Regions from separate parts of the Mus musculus genome. Here region 2 is linked to region 1. Evidence: chromatin contacts called from public Hi-C data. All regions are on one chromosome and are shown on one strand. The core of a region is the stretch at or near the end of the contact, and the rest is flanking DNA. Distances in the headings are between cores, read along the strand shown. Region 1 has its middle 69 kb from the start of Gm30143. Region 2 has its middle 7.2 kb from the start of Gnas.

Region 1 (7,312 bases), core at 2,960-5,459:
GGGTAGAAGGATACACATTTTTATAAATGGATATACCTGTGGGTAGAAGGATACATATGTGAGTAGATGGCTACACATGTGAGTAAATGCATAAAATGGATACAAAGGTGGGTGGATGAATACACATATGGGTAGATGGTTACATATGTCAGTAGAAAGATACATGTGTGTGAATGTATACAAAGATAGGTAGTTTTATACACATGTGGGTAGATGGATACATATGTGTGTAGCTGGATACACATGTGGATAGATGAATACATTTGTGGGTAGATCAATACACATGTGAGTAGATGTACACATATGTGGTTAGTTGTATACACATTTGGGTAGATGGAAAAACACATGTGTAGATGGATATACATGTGTGTAGATGGGTATGTGTGTATAAATACAACAGATACACATGTGTGTAGATGGATACATGTGTGGATAGATAGATACACATGTGGGTATTAGGATACTCATGTGGGTAAATGGATACTTATGTGGCTAAATGTGTGTGTGTGTATATGTATATATATATATATATATATATGTGTGTGTGTGTGTGTGTGTGTGTGTGTGTGTGTGTGTGTAGAAGAATACACATATAGGTAGATGGATACACATGGGTGTAGATGGATACACATGTGGGTAGATGGATAAAATATGGGTAGCTAGATTCATATATGGGTATTAGGTTAACCATGTGAGTAGATGGATACTCATGTGGGTATATGGATACACATGTGGGTATATGGATACACATGTGGGTAAATAGATACATATGTTGTGAGGTGGATACACATATGGATAGACGGATTCAAAGTAAACATATCTGGTTAGATGGCTACATATATGGGTAGATAGATGCACATTTGGGTAGATGGATACACATCTTGGTAGTTGGAGAACATGTGGGTAGATGGCTACATCTGTAGGTAGATGGATACTAAGAATACACATTGGATAGGTTAACACATATGGGTAGTTAGATACACATGAGGATAGATGGATACACATGTGGGTAGAAATATGTGTGTGTGTGTGTGTGTGTGCGTGTGTAGATTGATGCATGTGGGTAGATGGATATATATGTTGGTAGATGGATACAAATGTGAGTAGATGGATACACATGTGAGGAGAAGGATACAATAGATACATAAGTGAATGGATGGATACACATGTGGGTATTTTGATACACATGAGGGTAGATGCATACACATGTGGGTAGATGGACTATATATGTGACTAGAGGGATACACATGTGGTTATAATGATTTACATTGGATTAGAAATATACACTTGTGGGTAGATCGATAAGAAGTTGGGAACCTGTATACATATGTGGGTAGATGAATACAATGGATACACATGTGGGAAGATAGATTCATATGTGGGTACATGTATACATATATGGGTAGATGGATACAATGAATACACATGTGTGTAGGTGAATACACACGTGGGTAGTTGGATATACTTGTTGATAAGTGGGTACACATGTGTGTAGAGGGGTACACATTTGGGCTGATGGACACAAATATGGGAATATATATGTAGGTAGATTGATACAAATGTGGGTAAAATGATACACATATGAGTAGATACAAATGTAAGGAGATGGCTACACATGTGGGTAAAATAATACATATGTGGGTAGCTGGATACATAGGTCAATCAATGTATATACATGTGGGTAGATGGATCCACATTTGTGTAGAAAGACTCACAAGTGGCTAGATGGATAAGCATGCAGATAGATGGATTCAGTGAATACACATGTAGGTAGATGGATACATATGCAGGTAGATGAATACACTTGTGTGTAGATTGATATACATGTGGGTAGAAGAACACACATTTGGGTAGCTATTAAAAGGTGTGTACATGGATACAATGGATATACATGTAGGTAAATGGATACATATGTGAATAGATGGATACACATTTGAGTATATATGTATATATATTTGGGTAGATGGATAAAAGAGACACACTTGTGGGTAGAACGATACAATGAACGCACCTGTGGGCAGGATACACTAGTGGGTAGATGTACACTCTACCTACACTTGTAGGTAGAGGGATACATATTTGGGTTGATTGAAACACATGTGGGTACATAGATATATATGCAGGTATATGGATACAAATGTCGGTAAAATGATACACAGATGGGTAGATAGATATACTTGTGGGTAAATGGATACACATGTGCACAGAAGGTACCTATGTGGCTAGAAAGACACACATGTGAGTAGAAAGATACATATGACTGTAGATTTATACATATGTGAAATGGTGGATACAATGGATACATATCTATGTAGATGAATACATATATACATAGATGGATACACATATGGGTAAAATGATACACATGGGGGTAGATGGATGCATCTGTGGAAAGATGGATACACATGTAGATAGAATGATACACATATGGGTAGACAGATACACTAGTTGGTAAATGGATATACATTTGGGTAGATACACATTTGGGCAGATGGGTGGACATGTGGGTAGATGGATTCACATGTGGGTAAATGTATACATATGTGTGTAGATGGATACAATGGATACACATGTAGGTAGATGGATTCATATGTAGGTAGAGGATACACATGTGGACAGACTGAACCTATGTGAGTTGATGGATACATATGTGGCTAGAGGGATACACATGTGAGTAGATGCTTATACATGTGGGTAGATGAATAAAATAAGTACACATGTTAGAAAATGGATAAATAAATTGGTAGATGGATAAACGTGAGTAGATGGATGCACATGTGGGTAGATGGGTACACATGACAGTGGATGGATACACATGTGGGTAGATGGATATACAGGTGCATAGAAAGATAGACATGTGGATAGCTGAATACATATGTTATATGGATACACACGTGGGAAGATGGATACACTTATGTATAGTTGGATATACATGTGGATCGATGAATACACATGTGAGTAGATGGATATATATGTGTGTAGATTAATACACAGATGGGTAGAATGATATGCATGTGGGTAAAGATGTATACACATGTGGGGATATGTATACATATGGGGTAGATGGACATAATATATTCACATGTGGCTAGATGAATACACATATGGGTAGATATGTACCCATGTAAGTAAGTGGATATACATGTGGGTAGATGGATACATATATGGGTATGTGGATACACATGTTGATAGATGGATACACATGTGGGTAGATGGGTACCTACGTGGGCAGATGGATATCCTGGATACACATGTGGATAGATGGAGTGGAAGACATAATGGATAGATCAGTAGATGGATGAGGATGAATAAATGCATGGATATAGGGAGGAGGGATAGTTGGCTGTTTGTGTGGGTAGATGTGTGGTGCCAGGGTGGATGGATAGAGAGTTGGTTGCAGAAGAGTGTATGTGGATTGTTGAGTGAATGACAGGAGTTTAATTCACTGTCATCTTGTAAAGTTATTCCTGATAATATTTTAATAAATGTTAAATTGAGTCACTGTAACGCAGACTGAGTTCCACAGAACCATCATCTCACAATCTTACGAGAGGTGTATTTTAAAACACTCCCACTCGAGTTTGAGAAACACTGCACATTACAACCTGCTCAAGAAGGGCTCATTAGCATGCGAGCCCTGAGGATTCCTACCATGACAAATGCATTCTGCTCAACCTCTATAATTCAGCGCCTTCTTAACTCAGCACAGTATCCCTTATTACAGAGTTTTTATGTGGGCGACTGTCCCCAGCAAACAGAGAAGCTAATGGAGACTCATCAAGTATGAGGCTGGGCAGCTGAAATTCTGCTAAATGGGGACTAGACAGGATTCTGGGAGGGGATGACTGGGACTAGTCTGTCTTTGTTTCCAAGCCCAGGTGTTGGGGGAGGGAAAAGCCGCTCTCTTGCTTTTGGGAGCCTTTCACGACTCAATACTGAGTCATCGCACTTTACCTTCCCTTTGTTACCCTGGCAAGCTTTCAGATGGTTTTAGCTGTGGCGGTGATACAATGCTGAAATGATAAAATACCACCTCTTCTGCTGGGAACAAGAGGTTGGGAGGAATCTGATCATTTTTCCTGGAGAAGTCATCTTGCATTTCAAAGCAGAGTCTCTCCAACCTTTTCAACAGCTTCAGAACACAAAAACAGGAGATCCAAAGACTCAGGAGGGAGAAACCTGCTGGGCTGCCCCTCCCCCTCCCTCATCCAGGGAGGAAGCCAGGCTACACAGACCCTCTGGGGGCTCTTCGGGGCTCCCTCCACATCCCACTCCCACCCTCATCCCCATGTCACCTCCCTCCTTCCATGACCACATCCCTCCAGCCCTGCAGATCCTGTGTCCCGTGTCCCGTCTCGTCTCGTCCCGTCCCGTCCCGTCCCGTCCCCCCCCGTCCCCCCCCGTCCCCCCCCCCGTCCCCCCCCCCCCGTCCTCTGCAGAGAGTCCTGTGACTTCCTCTAGAGGCTGCACAGCCACCTCTGAGCTCTGACAGTTTCATTTGAGTCTTTCGTTTCTACACTTGTCCATTGCTTTCTCTTGGTTGGTTACACTTCATGGTGCCTGGACCCATGCCTATAGCCCTCCCCTGTCTGTGGCACAGGTCCTGGCACATGAGATTTGCACAACTGATGTCTTCCCTGAGTTGAGTTGCCAGGTGTGACAGGAAGGCACTCAGCAGGACACAGAGAGGCTGGATGAAGCCCTTGGAGTGACTCTTCCTCCCATGAAACTGATGGAGCTGGACATGTTCTTAGAAAGAATCTGATTCCCTGGAGAAAAGACTAGGTGGTCACCAGCTCTGAGGCTCCCCACCCTGGATCGCAGGACTATCCAGACCCACCATCTACCCAAAAGGAGAAAAAATGGCCAGGCCAAGTAGGGCTCTCCCCTTTGTGACAGCAGACATTATAGCTTTGTGGTCCATGTGCTCACTGTCCGGACAGCCCTTGGGGCAACAGAAGCTATGCTCGCTCTGTAGTTAGGGTTAGCTGGAGCCATGACAACATTGCCTCCTTGAAACCTTCAGGGTCTCCACCCAGCCCCTAATTGGCACAATATTCCAACATTTTTAGCTTCCAAAGTTGGGAGGAGTTAGCATAAAAGACCTTCAAAATGAGACTCAGAGCCCCAGAGTGATCCTGCCTACCCCAACCTCCTCTTTTTCACCTCACCATCTCTACACTACAGACTGTCAGTTTACAACTCTTGGACCCCTGGATATGGGGCCAGCAGCCTCAGCTGTGATCCCCAGTTCACATTGCTTCCCTTCTCAGGATAAGCTACTGTTGTTTTTGTTTTTGTTTTTTAAAATTATTTTTTGTATTAATCATTCCATTTGTTTACATCGCGAATGATGTCCCCTTTCCCGGTTACCCCTCCACAACCCTCCCCATTCTATCTGCCCTCTCCCCCCTCCCCTTTGCCTCTATGAGGGTGCTTCCCCCTGCTCCAGCATCCTCCTACTTTGGGGCATCAACCCTCCACAGGACCAAGGGCCTCCCCTCCCATTTAACCTAGGGACTCTGACCGCAACCACCAAACCGAGCTGTAACTTCCTGACAGTTCTGCAGCTCAGGATGAGATGGGATGGGTCCCATTGTACTGAACCAGCCCAAGGCATGACACACTCAGGGCCCTTGGGCCCCACTTCATCCTGATCCCCCCCCCCTCCAGTTTCAGTTCTTGGTTTTAATCCTGGATCTGCAATTATTCCTCATTGGATTCCAGGGATTCTTCTCCTAGGACCACAATATTTCCTCTTTGATGTACAATAATCAGAAACAGAGACCGCAGCATGAGACACAAGAGCCCTTCTGCCTTTTGAAGAAGGCCTGTAGTCAGACCTCTTCCTTACTATCTCTCTCTCTCCCCTTCTTTTTTTTTAAATTAAATATTTTCTTCATTTACATTTCAAATGCTATCCCAAAAGTCCCCTATACCCTGGCACCACCCTGCTCCCCTACCCACTCACTTCCACTTCTTCGCCCTGGCTTTCCCCTGTACTGGGGCATATAAAGTTTGCTAGACCAAGGGACCTCTCTTCCCAATGATGGCAGACTATGCCATCTTCTGCTACATATGCAGCTCTGAGGGTACTGGTTAGTTCATATTGTTGTTCCACCTACAGGGTTGCAGACTCCTTCAGCTCTTGGGTACTTTCTCTAGCTCCTCCATTGGGGGCCCTGTGCTTCTAGAACCTTCCTGGAGGTGGCGTGGTGCAAATAACTCTTGGGACAATTTCACCTTGCACCCAGAAAAGCCTTGAAAGGCACAGGCCATAGGCCATGTGGCCCTGGAACCTCAGCTGCAGGCCTTCTCCATAAGATACCTCACTGAACTGAGTTTGCAATTCCAAACTCTGTTAAGATGCAATCGGTCGATCGATCGCTCAGCAAAAACTCTAGCAGCAGCAAAATTGGCCAGCACATTCTAGAAGGATTAATCACCTACTCCCTTCAAGACATACAGTTAATCAAAAGGTGTTGAACACCTCCCCATCTGCCCTTGAATGACAGCCCTGCCTCATTCTCATCCTCAGGGGAGCCTCTGAGAGGCCCGCCCCGTCACCACACGCCCATGGCTAGCCTTGCTAGCCTCATAGATTGGTTTCTCTGTTTCTAGGGAGTCTGAGTGGGAGGTGGCAGGGCTCTGATGAGCTTGAAGAGCCTAATGCAGTATCTTCAAGCCCACACAAGGTTGGAAAATCAAGTTCATAGCTGTGTGTGATGGCTGACACCTGTCATTGCAACATTCACAGGAGGGTAGCTGAAAACTCAAGGCCAGAGTAAAGCTCTAAGAAAGAGAGACAGACAGACAGACAGGCAGACAGACAGACAGACAGAGAGACAGAGAGACAGAGGGAAGGAGGGAGGAAGGAAGGGAAAGGTAAGTTTAAGCACATACAGAAAGCCAAGGTTCGCCACCCCCCTTTCTCTCTTTGAGCCTGTGTTCTTGGCCATTAAATGGGGCTGTGATGTCCTGCCTCACTGTAGTACTAGGAGCTGCTATAAATAAACCCAAATACAGGGCCCAGCTCTTCCAGTACAAGTGTGGATAAATGCTGTTACCAGCATTGTCAAGACAGACAGGTACAGAACATGGACAAGACTGGTCCATTTGTGTGTGTGTGTGTGTGTGTGTGTGTGTGTGTGTGTGTGTTTTTGTTTTTGTTTTTGTTTTTGTTTTTGTTTTTGTTTTTTGGAGACAGAATCTCTTGCTGACCTCAGAGCTCACTGATTGAGCTATCCAGCATACTTCAGGGAATTTCCTGCCTCTGCCTCCTGAGCTCGCTCTGTGGTTACAGAGGTTACTA
Region 2 (6,852 bases), core at 4,012-6,511, 340 kb before region 1:
ACACAATATACAATATATATTTACTATATATATATATGTATGTGTATATGTATATATATGTGTGTGTGTGTATATATATATATACATATATATATATACATATATATATATATATATATATATATACACACACACACACATATACACATACACTTACAATAAATTCCTGGGAAGGAAAGGTCTGAAGTTTAGGAGAAGGGTACAAGGCAAAAATTCAAATTGTCCATCAGCCTTACTAAGGTTTGAGATAAATGAACCAGATAAAATTTCTCCAGTGGAGGGATACAGCCAAGGAGAGGCCAGAAGGAGAGAGAGAGAGCAGGGCAGGCTCCAGAGGCTGAAGTGGGAGCAGCCCTTGTGTGTGCATCATGGCTTCTTAGCCTCGCACTGGGGACTTGGGGCAGGTAATAGGTAATGTTTTGTTATGGTGACTGTCCTGTGTGAGGCAGGATATTATATGGCTTCTCTAGTCTAAACCTACCAGGTGCCAATGACATCCCCTTAGTATGAATAATATCAATGTCCTCAGAGTTTGTACAGATGGCCTCTGATACAGAGTTGCCCCTGGCTGGAAAAGCTGAGAAAGTCTTTACATTGACTTTAAAAATAAAAAATAATTTTTTTTTAAAAAGGCACTTTAATTTAAAGGTAAATTCATACTGGGAAAAACAGAGCTCGGGATTTAATCCTGATTATGCCCTGCCCTGTGCTCTCAATTTCCTATGGTGGCATAGACCTAAGTACAAAGGCTCTGCTGTACACAAGCAGCAAGTTCAAGAGGGCCTGTAGCAGAAGGTAACTGTATGGCCTGGCCAAAGGACTTGGGGAGTCCAGAATGGTTAAGAGATGGAGGTGATGAGTGGACAAGTTGGCTTGGAGTCACCTTACTGGGTTTCACTGTCTGGTGCCTGTTGATGTTGGTGATCTGGCTGCCTCGATACATGTCTGACACAATTGGTGAGTGCCTGGCCTGGGGCCTTACCCTACTAGGAGTGAGGTTTCTAATGGTCCCACATTACAACTCTACACTAGGAAAGGATCTTTTCCCTCCCCTCTTAGTTGTGTGTGTGTGTGCTCGGGTGAGTGTATGCGCGCACGCGTGCATTCACGCGTAGGTCAGAAGACAACTTGTTGGGGCTAATTCTGGTGTCGTGTAGGTTCCATGAATCAGGCGCCTTTGTTTGCCCATCTCCTCAGCTCCCTGGCAAAAGATATGTCATCCCTAGTCCAGCTGACTCTGTAATGGTTGTGATGGGGGGAGGTAAATGCTGAGAGATGTGAGTAAAACAAAGCCACCGGCGAGTCACAAAAGCTGTGGGTGGGAAAGGAGTGGGTGCAGAGGAAGGCTTACTAGGTGGGAAAGGCAGAAGCTAAGCCTGGGGGCCTCGACCATCCACACAGTGTATGCTAGAGTGACAGGCTATGAGAGAGATGGTGTGTCAGGTGGAGAGGAGGCTCTTTCCGTATTAGAAAGGACTGGTAAGGAGTGCCCCTGTTTCCATTGGGCTCTGCTTCTCTGAGGAAAGGCAGCTTGCTCAGTGCAGTTGGCCCAGACGCTCAAGTCAGAAATAATCAGGTGACCTTTTGAAAGTCACACCAACCATAAAGAAGCTGACTCTCCCTCGGCTTCAGCTTCCTTACCTAAAAAGGCGTGGTCCCACTTTTCTGTGGTGCCCTGGGCTGGGTGCTTGTTTACAACAACAGTTGTATTTATATTTACATTTTAGGGCTTTATGTGTATATATAATATTTCCCCCTTTGGGGTTTTTGTTTTCTGCTAAAAGCCCAAGGCCCATCCAGATACCCCAAGTAACTGCTTCTTAACGTCTTTGATTTATCCCTGTGGCCGCAAAAGAGAAAGCCAAGTAGGAAAGGTCCCTTGGGTAGAAGGGAGGGTGGAGTGAGCAAGATGGTGGGGGGGGGGGGATGCAGAAGCCAGGAATAGCAAGACCATTGGCAGTAAGGTTTCTTTTGGTTTATGGCTTTGGGGAAGGGGCAGCCTTATAAGGAGCCTTCTCTGCCTATAGTACATATGTGTCCCATTAATTTTCAGGCAAAGGAACCAGATGCAGAAAAAGAGAAGATAGAAAAAGAATTCAGGCAAACACTAAGTCGCTCAGCCTCCCAATGACAAAGGTTTTCTGAGTGTTTCCCTGAGTAGCAATAAGACTTTGAAGCTGTTCAATTAATTACTGTTCAATTAAGACTGCTGCAGCCCTCCCCCCACCTCCCTGCCATCATCTCTGCAAGCCTTGGCCGGTGGAGGCAGCAGCTCTGCAGAAGGGGCTGTGTGGCTGGCCTGTTTGAGACAAATGCTAATTAAAGGGAAGATGTCTCTAGCAGATAGGGCAAGATACTGGACTAGGGACTGATGTGGGGCTCATGTTAGGGGGATGAAATGATATTTATGAATACAGCTGGTCAACTCTGGATGAAAAGCCACGATAAAGGGCAGGCCCCTCCCTCAGGCTTATTAGCAGTGGCTTGATATCAATGGCTTTCTTTGTGGAAGAGCCACCAAATTGTGCCTTAGCTTGCCATGCTCCTGCCACCTGTGCCTGCACAAGGTGTCCACATGAACAGCTGAGAATGCAGCTGAATCCACGAGGGAGAAGTGCCTGTTGCAGATGAGAGAAACAATCAGGGGAGGTGTCTGCCGGAGGGGCGGGCTGGGGTGGAAGGAGTGGGGGCTGGGATCCCAGAAGGCGGTTAGATTTAATAGAAAGGCTATGTAAGATTTCTGTAACTCATGGTGGGAATTGTAGGCACCCAGGGGCTTCGGGGCCTGAATATTATTTGAATTTGAGGGGATTGTGTTGTTCACCTTTTCAGGCAACCTCAATCATCCAAAGCAAATTTTCCTAATGAAGTCTAATTGAAACAGACACATAAGCCAGGAGAATCAGCCGGGTATTGCCTGCGGGAGGGAGAAGCCTGTGGACTCTAGGCCCACATTCCTGCATTCCTGTGCCATAGGAATGGGAGCCTCAGAGGCTGGTCTTCTTGAGTCAAAACCCAATGCTTTAAAAACCATTAAGTAAGGTTAGTAGCTCTTAAGTCTTTTTGGTTAATGAATTTGAGGTATCCTTATGAGAACTCCATTCTGTAGAGCTGAAGTTGAAATTCCCCAGCTAGGTCTATAAGACTGGGATGGTGACCTCAAGGGTGACTGATCTGAAATTCTCCTCTAGTGTCCATCTTTGGCTATTAAAAATACTCTTCCTCACCCTGAGGTGTCGATGCTCCTTGTTGCACCTGGTCCCATCCTCCCTCTTCAGCCTGCCATAGTTGGTGTGTCCTCAATGGTTTGATTCCCTATCTCTTCAAAGTGCTTTTGTGCACCCATGAAATGTGTTGGCTGTGTGCTCCTTCCCGGGCCTCCATAGCATGTTCTTTTACTCCCTGGGTCCCCACAACCCTTTTTGCTCCCCTCACCTTGGGGCAGCCACATCCCCTTGCTAGTGTGTAACATGTTTACCCTAAAATAGGCTCATAGGAAAAAACATAGGAATGTGCACATTTGAGCTCCCCTGGGGCCTCCCGCCTCTGTGGCTGAGCACTATCAATAAGTGATGTTGCTCTGCACTGCAGACACCTGCACTCAGGGGATCCAAGTCACTAGGCTATGTCTGTCCTCTGGTCCTCACCATGCCAGCTGTTCTGCTTCATGGCTGGGCTGGGGCTCCCTATCTAGGAGACTTGGAGAAAACAAACACTAGTAAAATTAGACCAAATTTTTAAATGCCCCAAAGGGGTTAAAACATGAAATAAATAAATGGTCAATAAAAAGTCAATTTGCAGAGCCGATTATTGGGAGAAGTGTTTGCTTTGTTTGCCTCAGCAGTGGAGCCAAATTTGGCTGTGTGTTTGTGTCTGGGGGTGAGTGTGTGGTGTATGTCTGCTGTGCATATGAGTGTGGGTGTGTATGAGTGTGGTGTGCTTGCTTGTGTGTGTCTGGTGTGTGTGTGTGTGTATGTATGTATACATACATATGGGGGAGTGAGTGTGGGTGTGTTTGTGTGTGTATGAGTATGGTGTGCTTGTGTGAGTGGCTGTGTTTATGTGTATGAGTGGGTACATTTGTATATGAGTGTCTGGTGTGTGTATAATTGTGGGTGTGCTTGTGTGTATGAGTGTGTGTGTATGAGTATGTCTGGTGTGCTTGTGAGTGTGTGTGGTGTATGACTGTGATGTTTGTGTGTGTGTGTGTGTGGATGAGTGTGTGCTTGTGTGTGAGCATGAGTGTCTGTCGTGTGTTTGTGGATGAGTAGGTGCATGTGTCGGGTATGTGTGTGGATGAGTGTGTGCTTGTGTGTGAGCATGAGTGTCTGTCGTGTTTGTGGATGAGTAGGTGCATGTGTCGGGTATGTGTGTGGATGAGTGTGGTGTTTGTGCATGTGAGAGGTATCTGGGGTATGAGTATTGAGTGTCTGGTGTGTTTGTATGAGTACGTGCATGTGTTTGATACGTGTGTGCATGTTTGTGGTGTGTGTGAGAGTGAGCTTAGCTATTACCAGGCCTTGCAGCATATAAAAAGATGTGAGTACTAAAACTGGAGACAGGAACCACTGGCTGGATATGGCTGGAAAAAAAGCCCCTGGGAGGGAATGATAATGGACAGGAGGTGAAACACTTCCCCGTTTATCCCAACTATCTAGAGCCTCTAAGCCATTACTTAACCTGTACTGTCAGCTTGCTGTCTCCCATATTTCGTAGCTAGCATCCCTAATGGGCTTGTACCAACTGGGTTCTGGAAGGTTCATTCTAGACACTAACCACAGGGGGAGAATTCGGGAACAGCACAACATAGCATTGATAGGTGCTCTTAGGAGTGCTCGCTCACACTCCCCAACCCCGCCCCCAGGACTGGACGCAGTGAGTCTTGACAACACAAACACACTTCTTCACAGTTAGTGCTTTTTATTTAGTCAAACATTTGAGATTTGGGAACGTCGCTGGAGCTAGAGGTGCGGCTCTGCCCTTCTGACACCAGAGAGAGAACGATTTTGTTCTGCTAGCACACTTTAAGAAGAAACTGAGGCAGAGGGGTGTGAGGGAAGACCGGAGGCAGTCAGCAAGGTGGGAAAGAGGCACCCTGGGCTCACCCAGTATCTTATGCCTTTTGTCTCAGTCTGCTGGTTTCTCATTCTGTCTGGGTTTGGGAGTTAGGTTAATTAGTGGCCAAACCCCACAACAGGACATTCCTTCCCTCATGTGGAGCACGGGATCAAAGGTATGGCCTGAGTTTCTCATCTTGTTACTAAGTGGGACTTCAGAGGAAGCAGTATTTGAGCTAACAAGGTGACATCACTGGTCTCTGGCCCTGAACAATTGATTATCATGACTTGCTTTTGTTGCTTTTGTGATGGGCTGCTGTCCTGCTTGCCCCCACACCGTTGTCTCTGCTCAGTTTCCTCATCCTCTTTTCTTTTGACATGACAAAAGGAGAAATTAAGTAAATCCATTAAAAAAAAAAAACTTTATTCTTACCAGTTCTGATGTTTCAAGTTTCTCGTTAAGGGGACACAGCTGCTAAAATGTAGGCTAAAGAGTCAAAGGTTGTAAGCAATCCCAGAGGATAAAAGGCTTCAGGCACATAAAAAAGCAAACAAAAAAACACACTTACAAATCAATCCTAGAGTTTACACCTCCCATCTCATTCTCCAATTCTCACAAATAAAATTAAAAGTTTTACTGATAAACTAAACAGTACTTACATCTGGCATTTGCCACCACACGGTATTTGAACATTGCCACATAATTTTAAAAAAGAAAATCACTTAAAAGACACTCAATAATCGCACCCTTCCACCACAGAAGGAAGTTTTCCCATTAAGCAAACGATTAATGCAGCTAAAGATCCAAAAGCTCTTGGAAGGCAGTTTAACTAGCTTTGTCACCGACCCCCACTTGTCCCACGTGCATCTCCCTCAGCCAGTCTACCTACGGAGGGAAAGGGCTTGCCAGTCCATTCAAATGCTAACCCCGCTTTAACAGGGTGAGACAAAGGGCTAGTTAGGGATGTTTGAGGACCTGCTAGAAAAGCCCTGGAAAAGTAAAATCCTGAGCCTAGTGAGCGAATGAACTATTTCACAGAAAATGGCCTTGGGATGGGTGTTTTATCAAAACCTCTTGTGTGGGTGGTGGGGCTCTCCCAAGGGTGGTGTGCTCCTATATAGCCCGCCGAGGTTTTTTTACCTGGAGTCAGGATGGCGCTAGGGAGGGGGAGGTGCTGAGAGGGAGGGGAGGGTTGTGCGGGCCGGTAGCAGGCTGGACTAAAGCGTCTGCTGTGACTCAGGTAGACAGTGCAAGGTTACTAATAGAAAGCAAAATGCGCGTTCCTGTTTGAATACCCCGGGTATGAGCCTCTCTTACACTGCTCACTTGGGCTTCTTTTGTAGCTATTGTTGTGTTGTTTTTAAATTTGGTTTGTTGGCGGGGGGAGAGGGTGTTTGTTTTTGTTTTTTCCCGGAAACGGGGTTTCTCTGTGCAGTCCTGGCAGTTCGGGAACTTGCTCTGTAGAGCAGGCTGGCCTAGAACTCACAGAGATCCACCTGCCTCCCCATCCCCACCCGACCCCCGCTGAGATTAGAGGTTTGCACCACCTTGCCAGGCTCTAGGCTTCTATAAGAACAGCGTGAGGTGGTGGTTATAGAAACTGGAGACACTTTTAAATTTTTATTTATCCCAGCAACAAGGCAGCATCCTAATTTTTAGCTAATGAAAAAAAAATCTAACTGCTGAAAAAAAAGTGCGGCTTCTCCACCTGTTAACTAGAAACCTGTTGCTTGGTAAACTCAGGCTACATTACAAGACATAAAGGTACCTAACGTCAAGAAAACGTCACGTCAT

Evidence for each region. Hi-C and Micro-C count contacts between places; a contact is called where the count stands out from the background.
Region 2: a Hi-C map of embryonic stem cells shows a contact between it and region 1, with 2.7 times the contacts expected there. The contact joins two enhancer-like sites. A contact is called at or near these places in 8 of 39 promoter capture datasets (3T3-L1-derived adipocytes, the HPC-7 cell line, embryonic stem cells and 5 more), 5 of 484 Hi-C or Micro-C datasets (embryonic stem cells, nephron progenitors and trophoblast stem cells), 3 of 115 datasets of contacts at active chromatin or transcription factors (all in embryonic stem cells) and 1 of 9 other capture datasets (embryonic stem cells).

What each region holds. Positions count from the first base shown.
Region 1 is chr2:173,946,993-173,954,304 of GRCm38.p6, reverse strand. No RefSeq gene overlaps it. Among named protein-coding and RNA genes, the nearest start is that of Gm30143, 69 kb to the left of the region's middle. Within about 2 kb of position 4,209, at least 18 of the 459 cell types and tissues checked have an H3K27ac peak or open chromatin away from gene starts, as enhancers often do. A contact at or near this core is called in embryonic stem cells, where this site is marked.
Region 2 is chr2:174,287,225-174,294,076 of GRCm38.p6, reverse strand. It overlaps Gnasas1 and a transcript of Gnas not described here. Among named protein-coding and RNA genes, the nearest start is that of Gnas, 7.2 kb to the left of the region's middle. Within about 2 kb of position 5,261, at least 18 of the 459 cell types and tissues checked have an H3K27ac peak or open chromatin away from gene starts, as enhancers often do. A contact at or near this core is called in embryonic stem cells, where this site is marked.